2 separate regions of the Mus musculus genome follow, and region 2 is linked to region 1. A link is a contact called in public HiChIP or PLAC-seq data. All regions are on one chromosome and are shown on one strand. Each heading gives the region's core, a stretch centred on a gene start, on an enhancer-like site or on the middle of the called end of the contact. The rest is flanking DNA. Distances are from core to core; before and after follow the strand shown.

The links. HiChIP or PLAC-seq counts read pairs in DNA pulled down with a chosen protein or histone mark.
Region 2: a contact with region 1 is called in an H3K27ac HiChIP or PLAC-seq map of regulatory T cell precursor, with 4 times the contacts expected there. The contact joins two enhancer-like sites. A contact is called at or near these places in 3 of 484 Hi-C or Micro-C datasets (the N1E-115 cell line, myocytes and uterus), 4 of 115 datasets of contacts at active chromatin or transcription factors (astrocytes, double positive thymocytes, large pre-B cells and 1 more) and 1 of 9 other capture datasets (pancreatic islet).

What each region holds. Positions count from the first base shown.
Region 1 is chr4:97,993,318-98,000,639 of GRCm38.p6, forward strand. Nfia (nuclear factor I/A) reads left to right here. Exons shown (of 11, transcript NM_010905.3): 4 at 7,075-7,149. Among named protein-coding and RNA genes, the nearest start is that of Gm34218, 26 kb to the right of the region's middle. Within about 2 kb of position 2,779, at least 47 of the 459 cell types and tissues checked have an H3K27ac peak or open chromatin away from gene starts, as enhancers often do. A contact at or near this core is called in regulatory T cell precursor and uterus, where this site is marked.
Region 2 is chr4:98,433,078-98,440,399 of GRCm38.p6, forward strand. It overlaps Patj (PATJ, crumbs cell polarity complex component), which reads left to right. Exons shown (of 44, transcript NM_172696.2): 12 at 4,253-4,393. Among named protein-coding and RNA genes, the nearest start is that of Patj, 41 kb to the left of the region's middle. Within about 2 kb of position 3,139, at least 153 of the 459 cell types and tissues checked have an H3K27ac peak or open chromatin away from gene starts, as enhancers often do. A contact at or near this core is called in regulatory T cell precursor and uterus, where this site is marked.

The sequences.
Region 1 (7,322 bases), core at 1,529-4,028:
CATATTTGAAAACATAATCCCAAAAGTTAATATTTCTCTGCTCTTAAACAAGTTTTCACTTGAAAAACACTCATTTATGTTGTGGTCTAAATGTTTAGGGAAGACAGGGAAGTTAATTTACTATCATAAAAACAAACAAACAATGGATGGAAGTGTTTTCAGCCTGGAATGGGTGGCAGGATGGAAGACAGAGATTTATTCTGTCTTTACAAAAGGGCAACATTGAGGTGTTTTGAAATTTAAGGAGAAGAAACACATACTTAATGGACTGTTTTAAAAGCACTTGGCTTTTATTAATCTAAATATCCTTGTCAAAACATAGTATTGGTCACTCCACTTGGCCTTGGTGTTTTCTTCTGTTTCTAGGGTCATCCATGATGTCATGCGTCAAATATTCACAAACATACCAATAAGTTAAAAAGTTACTCTGAATTTTAGATTTTTTGCTAATAAATATAGTCCTTGAATTCAGACAATAAAGTCTATCTGAAATCCTCAGCCAATTAACTTTAGTTTACTAAATGCCACTAATAGTTAATACAGAAGTTAGTAATGTGTTACCTGTGATCGATTTAAAAAGAAAATACTATGTAGAGAAAATTAACAATACACATTCTTCTCCAACTCTCCCACCGTCTCAATGATCTTAGGAAAAATCTTTGAATATCTCAAATTTTCAGCTTTTACTTCCACCAAAATCATAATATTTCCAAGCACACAGTTGCAATATTATGTATCTTAAAATTAGTCTCCAACAAAGTACCAAACATGGCAAATACTAGACAGATTATACACTTTTGATAAAATTGAGTACTACCCACAGAGGAACTACAGAAATATTCTTCAGATAGGGCCCTTGCTTTGTAATAGCTGTGTCTTGCTGAACCCATCTTCCTAATGTAGACACGGTAAAGTGATTGCAAAGTGTGCAGTGTCCTTCAGTCCTGCAGTGACAACGTTCAGTCAGGTTCCAGGACCCCCTTAGCACATGGCCTGTGTGAGGGAGAGATGAAGAGGAGTGGTGGACTTAGAGACAAACATCTGCCCCGAAGAAAGCCCACCCTGCCAGATCACCGGGAGAGAGAAAGCTAAAGCTTAAGAAGGGCGTTTATTGCAGAACCAGAGACTTGAGGTTGCAAATGGTCCTTGGGAATTTAATAGTGTTTTCCACCTTCAGTTTTCTGGGCAACCTTTTGGTTTATAGATATTTGGTCATTGTTTTTACTTCTGATAGAACATTTCAGAGGGCTGTTCTTCATAACACATTTTGGGGAACACTGATAGGAACCCCAATATGGAGACTAGAACACAACAGGAGTAGCAGGCAAGGCACTTTTGCCCACAACAAAGAGAGTGTATGTTTGGGACATATTGGAAACTAATGCCTAAAGAAGATTCTCTGAGAGGCTTTAACCATGTGGCTAAGGACTCTAATATATATTCTCAAATCACAAAGTAATGGTGGCTTTTATTTAGATGGAACCTGACTGTCATACACTGTCCTTCCTCTACTATGCTAGTAATCAAATAGGAAGTTGACACTTAGCAGGCATCACAAATACTTATACCTACAAGACCTTACAGCCTCTATATGTCTGAGCAGATATGTATAGTAGAAAAGTCTAGGGGGATGTGGTAAATCTAAAAGCTCATGTCCAAGTACAATCGTCCCATCTAAAATATGACAAAAGTCAGAACATTGCTAGTGAAGCAGATGTTTACAGACTGGGACTAGTCTATGAGCCCTAATTTCTGATATTTTGAATTCAGAAGAGAAAAGTCAGTAGTTATGGCTTGGGTACATGCAAAGTTACTATAGCAACTAGAATATGCTTTGGTTTGTTTCAACTAGGTTACTTTCAATGGAAAATAATGTGTAATATCTTTTCTGTGTCCTTACAGATAGATAAGTGAATTCTTCATATTTTTAATACAAGGAATTATTCCAGAAATCAGAAATATCACAAATTTCTCCAATAAATGGCAAATAATTTAGTTATCAAACAACTTGCCATATGAAATATGTCATAATATAAATTATGCTAAGGTTAAAATCTGGCCTTACTTGAAGCCATAGAAGTAAACACCTCCATTTAACTCCATAAAGACCTGTTTTCTGAGATACCCAAATTGAGTACAGAAACAGCTATTACTATGTCAGTAATAATATAGTAATTTACATGCGGCAATAGAAGCCCACTAAGTAAGGCTATCTAAGTCATTGAACAAATAGGGCATAGATAGAAGGGAGTTGTGCTGGGCCTTCTGACGATCCAAGTTCGTAAGCTACAACAATGACATTCTGGATTATTGATAGAGTTCAGAGATGATGTCAATGAAGTGCGCAGTCAACTTACATCCATAACCAGACGAGACCTAATGATTCAGGACAGGGAGGGCCTTGGTATCTGAACTTGAGAAACACCTAGTCTCATATGCAGTCTCGACTGTATCCTCCGATACAGACTTCCCTGTGTGGAGACAGTCAGCTTCCTCTGATGGCCAGCCCTCAAAAATGACATGTCTCTGGCTCTCTTCCCCATCCACTGGGCAGTTCAGCAAGGTTGCCACATCCCAGCATATCTAGCTTTTCTTGCCCTGCCTTAACATTCAAAGGTAGGTAGATGTTCAGTCCTCTTGTAAGATAAGATTTGGTTTCCAGAGAAAGGTATTTTCTGAAATCATTGCTAACATCTTTGAGGTAAAAGAACCACTGCTTCTAAGAAGCCATCAAAGAATTTCTCTTTACATTCAGCCTCTCCAGAAAGGCCCCTCCCCTTACACCGAGAATGGCTGACTCCCGGGTCTATGAAACCGATGCTGTACTTGTGAAGTCACTGAACAAGGGTACAGGAACTCTTTAGTCATAAAATATAAAAAGGAAAGAGACCTGCTCTATTCAAGTCTCCTATACAGTTCTGAACTCAGCTCAGGACTTTGAGTCAGATCACTTAACAGCATACTGCTGCATGCATCTGTACTTTACAGAAGTCTGTGTTTTCCAGTTGTTTCTAAGAGGCCCTGTTCAAAATAGAAACCTCAAAGCCTTTCTCAGTTTGACTGAACTTACTCAGTTCCAGAGTTTACAGAGCTCTCCAATGTTAATAACATCTGAATTTTGAACCACTAACACTTAACTCTGTGTTTTGTTTCTACCCCTTCTTCATCTTCCAATAAAGCCAAGCAGCCATCGTCATTTCCTTGACTCAGTGTGTGTGAGGACATGAGGTTCAGCTTCTTGGGTTGCGTCATAACTATGCCCACCATCTCACTTTCCTCCATCATTCTAGGGGCATCCTGTCTGATCGCTGCATTTGCCCAATCATATGTCTGTCGGGGACAGATTATAAATAAAACCCGTCTGATAATTCAGTTATGCTGGGAGGAGCTGCTACCATGAGAGCTCATGAAATATTCAGTGCTCTTTGTTTTCATGGTCTAACTTTGAGGCATTCATTCACACACTCACCTTCTGCTTCACCCGGAGACAGAGGCTGCTGATAGAAGGTGGAATTATCTTCGTAGTGATGTTCTCAGCCATCACGATCCTTGTTTAAGTCTGAGACTGGATTTCTTAGGGGTAGGTGTCAGTGTCCATTGCATAATTCCACTCTCTGACTCTCCTTTTTGTTGCTGTCCCAGACAGTGGACTAGAGTGGAAACCATAGCACATACACAGGCATTTCTTAGCAGAGAGACCGACGATATCCCCTCCAGCAGAAGCCACATTGATTTTTTTTTTCTGTGCTGATTCTGTTCAATTTGGAAGGGATAAATGTGGACGGCTTGACTTTCTTTGGATGATTTAGTTTCTAGGGCTTGGTTTATTTCAACCCTATTACAAAACATTTGAGAAACAAACACGTTCTGTAACTGTTTTTATTCAAAAAAAACGAGGCCGCTTTGCGTTCTGCTCACTCAGGGTCTCTCTGGAGTACTTCATGCTTGCCAAGTATCTTCCCTCGAGCCAGAGCAACAGTGACACAGAACAGACTCTGCCAGCTCAAAAGGAGGCATGCTCAACATGAGCAAAGAGGGCTCACCATCTTGTGTGCCAGCTACTGTGTTAGAGCCATGCACAGTACATCGGGTCAGTGTTACAAACAGAGAAAGGAGTCCTTCCAGAAGTGAGGTCAGTTAGGGCGGACTTTGGTAGAGGTGTCAGGAGAGCTTGGTCCTCAGGGACAGATGAGGAATGACAAGCCCACCAGAGGAGTTGCTGCTGCACATGTGGGACTCCTACAAGGTTCCTGATAGGCCGCTGAATACATCAGATGTTATCTCGGCGTCTTCTGCACCTGCCACCCTCCTACCTCCAAGCCTTTGCTAGTCTGCCAACGAGCTCATCTGCTTTCTGTCCCAGTTGTCTTCCCAATATGTTTCAGAGAGCATCTCTTAGGAAAGATTTTCCCTCACCATCCTCCCTGATGCTCTTGCTGTGAGTTCACTTCCTGTCACTTAGACTGTCTATGCTTTTTTTTTTTCTATTAATCTATGTTAAATGGTTTTAGCTGTCTCTATTGCTGAACTGCAGACTCTCTGAAATTAGGGACCACAGATCTACTACAGCACCTGGCACATGCTAGCCACTCAGTAAATATGTCTTAAGAGAATGAATGGTCAGATCTGCCCAACATTGAGAGGGTTCTTGCTTCAGATTAGAGAATGGATTCTTGAGGATACCAACATGAATAAATGGATAGTAGACAAGAGATGGTTTGAAGACTCTCTGTCATAGTGGTGAGAACTGGGTTTGCCCTCACCTTGATCACAGGAATGGGGAAACATGCAGAGTGCAACAGTGTAGACTGGAAGCTGAATCAATGTGTGGACACAAGGGGTTAGATAATTGTATAAAGCCAGAGTAAGGATGCCACCAAAACATAGAAAGATGAATACTTTGGCTGTATTGGATCTGAGGCTACCTGAGAGATGTCTGGATAGAATGTCCAGTAGATGCTTAATTTAAACACTTGGAACCCAGAAGGGACCTCAGCAGAAGGAAGCAATTTGAGCATCCTCGATTGAAAGGTTCACTTATCTATTCACAGATATTCACTAGCTACTTTGAGGCATAGAGATCCCAGCGGTGAACAAATTAAACATGAAATCTAATTCCCACAAATTCGTTTGCCCAGAAAGTGACAACAGAGGTCGCACTGCCCCAAAACTGGTTATCAAGATAGATCCACTTTGGGGTGGCAGAATTAAGGTCTATGTTTATATTTACTCCCTTCAGAGATGCTTATTAGTCTTTTCCTAAAATATGGACTTTTGGAGTTTGGTATTAGAGCAAGTGTCAGCCTGTAATTGGTGGGACAAAGAGAGATGCTGGAAAACTACACATTCCATTGTGCTGTGATTTTCTGGCTGTTGCATGCACTGAGCCCACACTCGTGTGCACTGAGGCCGGATTTCCTTTGTTATGGTCTGTGGGATACATGCGATCTTAATGGTGCCCAGTAAAATAGAAATGTTATGATCTGTTTTGACAAGACCTCTTTAAGGGAATTTTTTTATTTATTTGCTAGAGTTTTTGCTTTTCGGTTCTTTTATCCAAGAGACAGTGCCTCCAGCACTTACCAAACAAGAGTCCCTAGATATACACCCAACTGTGGGTTGCTTTGATGAGTAAAGTCCTTAAGAACTTTTAAGGTGAACCTTTGCGGTTTCATTTTAAACAGCAGGTTACGGTTGCTATATATCCTAATATTTAGACCTACTTTTAGTACCATAGATATTGTATGCTATATCAGAGTTAACTGAAAATTTTAAACTCAGAAAAAAAAACTTCTTTATTCAAAACTGTTTTGTAATTAAAAGAACTCACAGACCGCTAATGGTCCTCTAAAACATAGCTGCTTCTGTACATTTCTGTACGTGGCATCTAATAAGCTTTCTGCTGTGGATGTTCTGACACACATCAGTCCCTGCCCCTCAGCAATGAATGAATAGGTTCTATGAAGCATGTACATCTTATTTATGGCTTGCTGTACATTCAAGTTTACCTTTTCTCGTGCCGAATTTCTTAAGATATGTGTCTTATTGCAAAGAACAGTGATTTGTTTTTAATCGCTGCAGTTAACACTTGCTCCTGTGCATCACACTTAAAGCAGGTAAAGATAAACTGACTCCACAGGCAAATCTCTCCAGTAGAGTATGCCTTGTGGGATACACAGAATCAAAGCTATAGGTGCAAGAATGGAAAGCGCCTTAGACTGTGCATCCCTTGCCATTTGTAAGCTAGTTTCTGAGCACACGAAGTCGCACAATGCTTCTGCATACACACGGAATCAGATGGTTTAGAGAAAAGCCATCATATTCAGCTAGAATGAAGCATACATAAAATTCAAAGGTGAAACAACTTTGAACTATTTATATATTTCATTAAAAAAAAATCGACCAACACAAAAACGACTTTTCTCTAAACAAGAACAATTTTGTGTTTGTATACAAAATAATTTGTTTCCATATTTCAAAAACTGAATTTTTATTTCCTGTTTGGCTTTTCCAAAGTTTCCTCTGTAGGAAGTGATTGAATCATTAGATTTAAATCAACAGACAACTAAACCTGACTAGACATTTCCGTGATGAATGTTTCAAAGCCATATGGAGCTTGGGTATCCTGATAGATTCCCAAGGATTCTGAGTCTACACCTTCTTCTCTCCTCTCCCCTCCCCTCCCCTCCTCTTCCCTCTTCTTTCTTTATTTCTTTTTTCATTGTCTCTCATTTCAGACTTCCTATTGAATTTTTTTAGCATCTCAAAAAAAAAAAAAAAACACCCAGTTGTTACATCAAAACTTCTCCACAGCCTCCAGACCCAACCCAAAAGCTATGTCTGTTACCAAATAATTTTACCCACCCCCCAAACCCCCCAAAAAAAACCAGGAGCACAGAGGGAACTGGGTGTGTGCTTAGACCTCACATGCTCCATCATAGCTCTTAGGCCTCACATGCTCCATCATAGCTTAGGCCTCACATGCTCCATCATAACTTGGTGAGTATTTATACTTGTTTTGTTTCAAGTTTTCGTTTTATGACAGTTGGCTTTCTTCTGTTTTTGTTTCCACAGGACATTTGGGCTTCCAGGACAGCTTTGTCACATCAGGTGTTTTCAGTGTGACTGAGCTAGTAAGAGTGTCACAAAGTAAGTATAGTTTTGCTCTGATTCGGTCCAAATTTGCCTTCAGTGTTACTTCTCATAGGGCTTTAACACTTTCACAGCACCCTTTCTGTTCTCCTTAGAAAAATTATACCAACTAGTTTGTTTAAAAGCCAGTATTTCTAGGCTAGGAATAATTAAGAATTTTAATGTGAGGC
Region 2 (7,322 bases), core at 1,889-4,388, 440 kb after region 1:
AGGCACACAAATCACTTATACACATAAAATAAATAAATCTCAAAAGAAAAAAAAATTATATTAGTTGTTTTTCTCATTACACACCAAGAAACAGTTTTAGAAAGGAAGGAATGGGTTTACTCACACTAGATGAATAACCAGAGATTCCTTTTGTTGTTGTTTTGTTTTGTTTTGTTTTGTTTTGTTTTGTTTGTAAAGGGTTTTCTCTGTGGACCTCACAGAGATCTGCCTGTTTCTGCTTCCCCTGTATTGGAATTAAAGACATGTGCCACCACCACTTGGCTAGAGATTCCTTTCTTAGTTGTTCTAAATCGCATCAAGGTGACAGCCTAGAGTACTCTTTACACACTGTGTGGGGTCCATGCTTTTGAGCTTAGCATTAAGAGACAGGTGGGTCACTATGAGTTCAAGGCAAGCATGGTCTACATAGCAAGTTCTAGACTAGCAAGAGTTACATAGTGAGACCCTGTCTTCAAAAGGAAATCAAGCTAGACATGGTGGCATATACCTTTAATCCCAGCCCTGAGAGACAGAGGCAGGTACATCTTTCGAGTTTGAGGCCAGCCTGGTCTACAGAGTGAGTTCCAGGAGTTGCCAGGGCTGTATAGAGAGATCTTGTCTTGAAAAACAAAACCAAACCAAAGAAAACAAAACAAAAAATTACCCTTCACAATTGTTGAGTGTTCTTGGATGCTGTGTGTGTACATTATTGACTAGCCTATCTGTAGAACTTCCCTGTTTTGTCTTTGAAACTTCAAGTCACTAACTTCAGTCTCTTTTTCTTGGGGGCTGTCATTTAACTGTTTCTTTGAGTTTGACTCTGCAGAAAGGATGAAGGGTAGACCCATGCAGTGTATGTCCTTCTCCCCTGAGCGAACTGTACTTCACGTGGTATCCTCCACACCATCCATGCCTAGCAACCTATTAGACTTCCTTTTAAAGGATCAATAATATTTATTGTTTGTATATGTGCATTTCATTTATGTATTTATGCTAAGTATTCACTGAAGCTGTGTCCCTGTCTTGGTTATTATAAATAAATAATGCTTCAATTAATGATAGATGTTTCTTATCCTAGTGCTATGTATGCATTTATTTATGGCGTCAGATGATTAATGATCTAAAAAATACTCTGTGAGTGGTTTTAAAGGCTCATGTTACCGTCTCAGGAGTTTAATTGGTTGTATGTTTGAGCTCTTTGTTGTTAAAACATTGTACACATATAGAGAAAGGAACAGAGCAGAAAGAGCACCCACTCACTGTGACTTATGTCTGTCAGTTGCCAGCTTCCCTTGTTTCTTTTGAATCATTTTAGAGTGAGTGGTTTAGCAATCCCAAAGATAATGATGTTTTCTTTCTTTCTTTCTTTCTTTCTTTCTTTCTTTCTTTCTTTCTTTCTTTTGTGAAATATTTATTTATTTAATGTATATGAGTGCACTGTCGCTGTCTTCAGACACATCAGAAGAGGGCATCAGGTCCCATTACAGATGGTTGTGAGCCACCATGTGGTTGCTGGGAATTGAACTCAGGACCTCTGGAAGAGCAGTCAGTGCTCTTAACTGCTGATCCATCTCTCCAGCCCCAAGGAGAATCATATTATTATAACCAAGACAAGATATAATAGAAATATCTAATATTGAATACTTTGTACATATTTAAGATTTCCCAGTTGGTGGTGCCAAGGAGATCACTCTGTGGGTTAGAGGGTAAGAATGCTTGTTGGCAGGCATGAAGACCTGATGCATATTCCCCAAATCCATGCAAGAAACTGAGCATGGCTGCACTTGTGCTTGTAAACCAGCATTGCGAGATACGGAGGCAGGAACATTGCTGGGGTTTCTTGACTGCCAGCGTAGGTCCAGGTTTCTCAAGAAATCCTTCCCCAGCCTCCGTGTGCAGGCACACCAACACAGATCGTATGTGCATGGTCTCAGACAGACAGACACACCCACACACATCACACATAGGTTTCCCAGTTGCTCTAAAATGTCATTTGTATTTTCTTTTCCTATTCCTTTTGACTCCTCCCATAAAACCCTTCCTAAACCACGTATCCCATGTGTGGTGATTCTGGCTTCTGAACGTAGACGAGCCCCTGACCCCCGCCCGGTGCTTGCTTCTTCTTTTCCTAAGGGTTAATCTTTGACACTAAAATGCCACAACCTGAATTTGATGTTTCCTTGCAGCCTTGTACTTTTTGTTTTTAAAACTTTTTATTGGTTCTTTGTGAATTTCACATTCTGTACCCCAATCTCGCTCATTTCCTGGTCCTCTCGTTCCTGTCCTCCCCCCTTGCAGTCTCCCCGAAAAGGAAAAAAAAAAATCATACTGTGGAAGCTGTGGTGTGTCACAGCGTGTCCCACAGTCTACACTTTTGTCCATACTTCTTTGCTTGTAAATGTTCATTGCAGTGAGTCACTGGCCCAACGTCAGTGTCAGCTCTCCTGTGTTGCCCTGGCAAGGGGCAGGGTCTGCTCTCCTGAATGCTGTAGCTGATAAGGGCAGAGCCAGCTCTCCTGCCTGTTGCAGGTGGTAAGAGCAAGGGGCAAGGGGGGTAGGGGAAGGAGGGCATCTTTTCCTCATCAGTGTCACCGCACAAGAGATGAGTGCCAGGGCCCTCTCTCCCGCTCTCATGCTCTGCTAACGCACAACTCTTCCTCCCAGCTCTACCGTGCTTTCTGGGTGGTGGGAGGGATCAGTTCACCTGCCCTCACATCCCTTAAGGCCAGCTATCCCATGATACCCAGGTGAGGGATCAGCCAGTCCTGCACAGCCTCAGTCATCAACAGGGCACTGAGTGGCAGCCCAGACCAGGGGTATTTACCTGGAAACAGAGCCCTGCTGCTGCAGGGCCATGGACCCAGACATGGCCCTCAGTGGTAGCACAGGCAAGGATGTCATCATGATCTTCGGTGGCATCACTGGCTACTCTTATCAGGCTTTTCCTCACTACCCTTGATTTCCTGGTTCTGTCTCCTCGCGCTCACCTCCTTCTGCTTCTCTTTCTCTTCCATTTCTCTACCATTTACATGCTCCTCTTAGTGGCACCCAGGGTGTCTCGGGGTCTGGGCTTGTCTCAGCAATGCTGTTCCCTGCCCATGCAGTGTGGCCCTGGGCTGAGGTCATCTTGGGTGTGGTCTGCCTGCCTGAGCCTTTCTGGCACAGGACTGGTGGTTGTCTCAGGCTAGCTTCCAGTCTGCCCTAGTAGTGCCAGGCTGGTGATTATCTTGGGTTCGTCCCTACCTGGACCTTGTGGCCCCAGGTGGGGGCTGTCTTCTCTCAGGTTACACCTTTTACAAAAAGCTGGAGAGATGGCTCAGTGATTAAAACTCTTGCAGCTTTTACAGAGGACCCAGCTTCGGTTTGAAGCACCCATGAAACTCGGTCGTTGAGACCACTCATAACTCTAGTTTTAAGGGATTTGATACACTCTTCTGTCCTCTGAAGTCAAAAGTCCCAAACTTGATGTATATACATGCATGAAAGCAAAAACACCTGTACACATTAAAAATGATATATTAAAATCTTAAAAATTCTTTTCAAATGATGGGATTAAAAAACAACTCTGTAAAGTGTCACGTGTGCAGCCTTTCTTCTGTTGAATTAAAAAAACAACTGTGTAAAGTGTCACGTGTGCAGCCTTTCTTCTGTTGAATTAAAAAACAACTCTGTAAAGTGTCACGTGTGCAGCCTTTCTTCTGTTGAATTAAAAAACAACTGTGTAAAGTGTGACGTGTGCAGCCTTTCTTCTGTTGAAGACACACTTAGTGGTTTGCTGGCAACTTTGCGGAATTTCACTTGCTTCAGCTAAGGAAAGGGGGCGGGGGAAGGCTCTCTCTGCACCTAGAGGAGTTCTCCCACCCCCAGTCTCTGAGCTAGCTAGGCTGTTCACACGGGCTTGATGGTCCAGCCTATTTGCATATGTGGCTTAATACCTGTCCACATCAGCAAGAACATACAGCCTTCCAGTTGTTGCTTTCTTATTTCTTTTCCTTTCTAAAGCTATAGTAAATCATCTCTCTCTGTTTTGTCGTGGTTCAACCCTTTTCACTTTCATTTTCTCTACTTCCTCTTTCTTTGACTACTGTCAAGCTATCTTTGTGATTAACTACCTCACAGAACACTTTAGTGTATTGGCATCTCATGCAGCGCAGCAGGTCCTGGGAAGGACGAATGAGAGTGAAGTCAGCCCATTTGCATGCGGCCCCACCCCCAACAGGACTAGCGATTTAAGTCACAATTTTTATTTCAGAAACTGTTGCAGAACCACCTAAAGTACCAGAACGAGCAGGATCCCCGAAACCAGAAGCTAATTTGAGTGTGGAAGCAGAGGAAATTGGAGAAAGACTGGATAATCTAAAAAACAACACTGTACAAGCCTTAGAAAAACCAGGTAGGCTCAAAGCCTTTACTTTGGAGTACTTCAACCTTATTAACAATTTCTTCTCTGTAGTTAATATGGTGTGGCATACACAGTCAGACTCAGACCTATGCAATAAAGGCAATATTATATCAAGAACTTTGTAAAGTTACAAATATTCTAACAATCAGGTAGCAGCCAACGACCCATATAAAAGCAGTTTAGATCTGATGGGTGCTCATCCTGTAGAGACACATTAGCAATTTCAGATGGGCTATTTTTCTAGGGATGTACTATCATTGTAGAGTATGAATGAGGCTCTAGGTTCAATCCTTAGTACTACCACCAATCTTAGGTTCAGTTCCTAGTATTAACACCAACCTCATACTATACCCCCCAAATTTAAATTAATTGGGGAATTTTGAATGTAATCTTAACATAAGGTTAAGATTATAAGATATTTGGTAGTAGAGCATCAAATGTATTTTTGTTTAATTGTGTTTCAAATACATATTTATTAGTATGCAATAACTACTGTCTTAGTTAGGGTTTTACTGCTGTGAACAAACACCATGACCAAGGCAAGTCTTATAAAAAACAACATTTAATCGGGGCTGGCTTACAGGATCGGAGGTTCAGTCCATTATCATCAAGGTGGGAGCATGGCAGTATCCAGGCAGGCATGGCGCAGGAGGAGCTGAGAGTTCTATGTCTTCATCCAAAGGCTGCTAGTGGAAGACTGACTTCCAGGCAACTAGGGTGAGGATCTTATGCCCACACGCATTCCAACCAGGTCACACCTATTCCAACAAGGCCACACCTCCAGATGGTGCCACTCCCTGGTCCGAGGATATACAAACCATCACAACTACATAGCATTTTAATCACTATGTATTCTTACTTAGATTAAGAAGTATTACTTAGATTACTTATTTAGATATAAATTGTATTTAAATCTAAATATTTTATCTATCCATCTATATAATCTATCATCTATATCATCTATCTATCTCTCTGTGTGTTTCCTCTTCATGAAAGTTAATAACATGAATTTTCCATAAATTGCATCAAACTGCTAGGCTGTTTTATATCTATTTTTGAATTGTTTCCAAACTTCACCTTTGATACTATACCTTGACACTTCAGTTGTCACGGGACTCCCTTCTGCAATCAGAGTTATAGCTTGGTTCCTTCTACAGAAGCCCTCAGCTAAGAGAAACTTCTTAAAATATTGAATACACTCGTTTCCTGAGAAGCTGGCTTTTGCCCTTTGTTATGTTAAGAACGGTAGGCAGAAGGAAGGTATTATTCTCTCACTAAAGATCAGGTTTAGGAGCTCCCCCGCCCCTTCGGATCCACTAGAGTGCAATTAATTGTTACTCTTTTAATTTAGTTGAGCTCAGATAAATATCAAAGGATTGCTAGGTGAAAAATCAAATCATCTTGAAATTAGAAATAGTCTTAGAAGTATTTTATCTCATTACCGTTGCCATTGTATAGTTTGTTTTTGAGAACACACATTACTATATAGCTCAGGATAGCCTAGAACTCACAGCACTCCTGTCTCCACTTGTCAGCTTCCCATATGCTGTAGCCATGCTTACCCCCATCCCCCTCGAGTGCGATCTCACAGTGTAGCCCTGGAGCCCTGAAACTTGCTGTGCAGACCAGGCTGGCTTCAATTTCAAAGAGATCTGCCTGCTGATGCTGCCTTCTAAATGCTGGGATTAAACATGTACACCATCACGTGGTCACAGAATTGTACTCATGTTCTTAAAATGAACTTCCCTGCCTTTTTCCATGCATGTGTATAATTTCAGTTTGCAAGTGCGCCCGCCTCTCCTGGTTGTTGTGCTGTTAGTCAGGTTCTGTCTTACGTGCATGGTGAGCATAGTCTTGTTATAGCCTTCTATGCCTTTTTTGTTTTGTTTTTTGTTTTTTGAGTTGCTGCAAGTAGATTAGCCTCCTTCCTCTGGCCTTTGAGCTGTCTGTGCTTTCATTGTGTGCCTGAAGGTACAACCAGCCTCAAGGGAGCTGGTGAGATGGCAGTTTCTTCACTTCAGTAACCCTCCTGCCCTTCTGCCTCTGACTGCTATATTTGTAAGCATAGAGTTCCTCAATACGTTGCAGATTTTGTTCAGAGTCATTAAACAGATATGAAACTACACCTGGGAGAAACCGAACAGGCAAACTGTTGAATCTTTTAAAGATTTTGGTAAAGGGGCTGGAAAGATTGTGTAGTGGAGAAAGCTACTTGCCGTGAGCCTGAAACCCAAGGTTAACTCCCAGAAGCCCTGGAAGGTGGAAGGAGAAAGAAAACCAGCCCCACAGAAGTTGTCCTCTGACAGCCACAGGTGTGCTGCGGCTTGTAGGACATCACCCCTCCCCCTCCCCAGGCTCCCTCACCTCAAATACTGAGAAATCAAAAACAAAGTAGGAGACTGGTAAGAACTCAGACTTCCATAAGGAAATGTTCACAAGGAGCGATGCCACCCAAATGATTTTGGTACTTGTTTCTATAAGATCTTTGATTAGCTGCCCCCAAATGTAATCTAGCATATCAGTTAAACATAGTTATTTCCTGGGGGCTCTTTTGTAAATGGAGTAACTTAAGTTCTTTAGCGTGCATTAGTCTTAGTCTCTGATTCTGAAGTTAGCCTATTTAACTTAATGATTGGTAGTATGTAATTAAGCATGCTGTGCAGCCAGAGGGAGCCGCTCTGAAGCTGAAAGGGCTGAGCCTGCCTGTTACCTTTGACGGGAGGCAGATGGTTATGTCACTTGGGATGCGTGTTCTCAGACACGTCCAGTCTTACAGCAGAAATGAGAAACTTAAAACAACCTGGGACCTTTTCATCCTCTGCTATTGGTGTGGATGTAGGTGCAGTGATAGTTTTAGTACCTAGACTTTTCTCTGTCAGGTATTCTTCAGACTGCTTGCTGCTCTGAAAGTCTGGGGAAG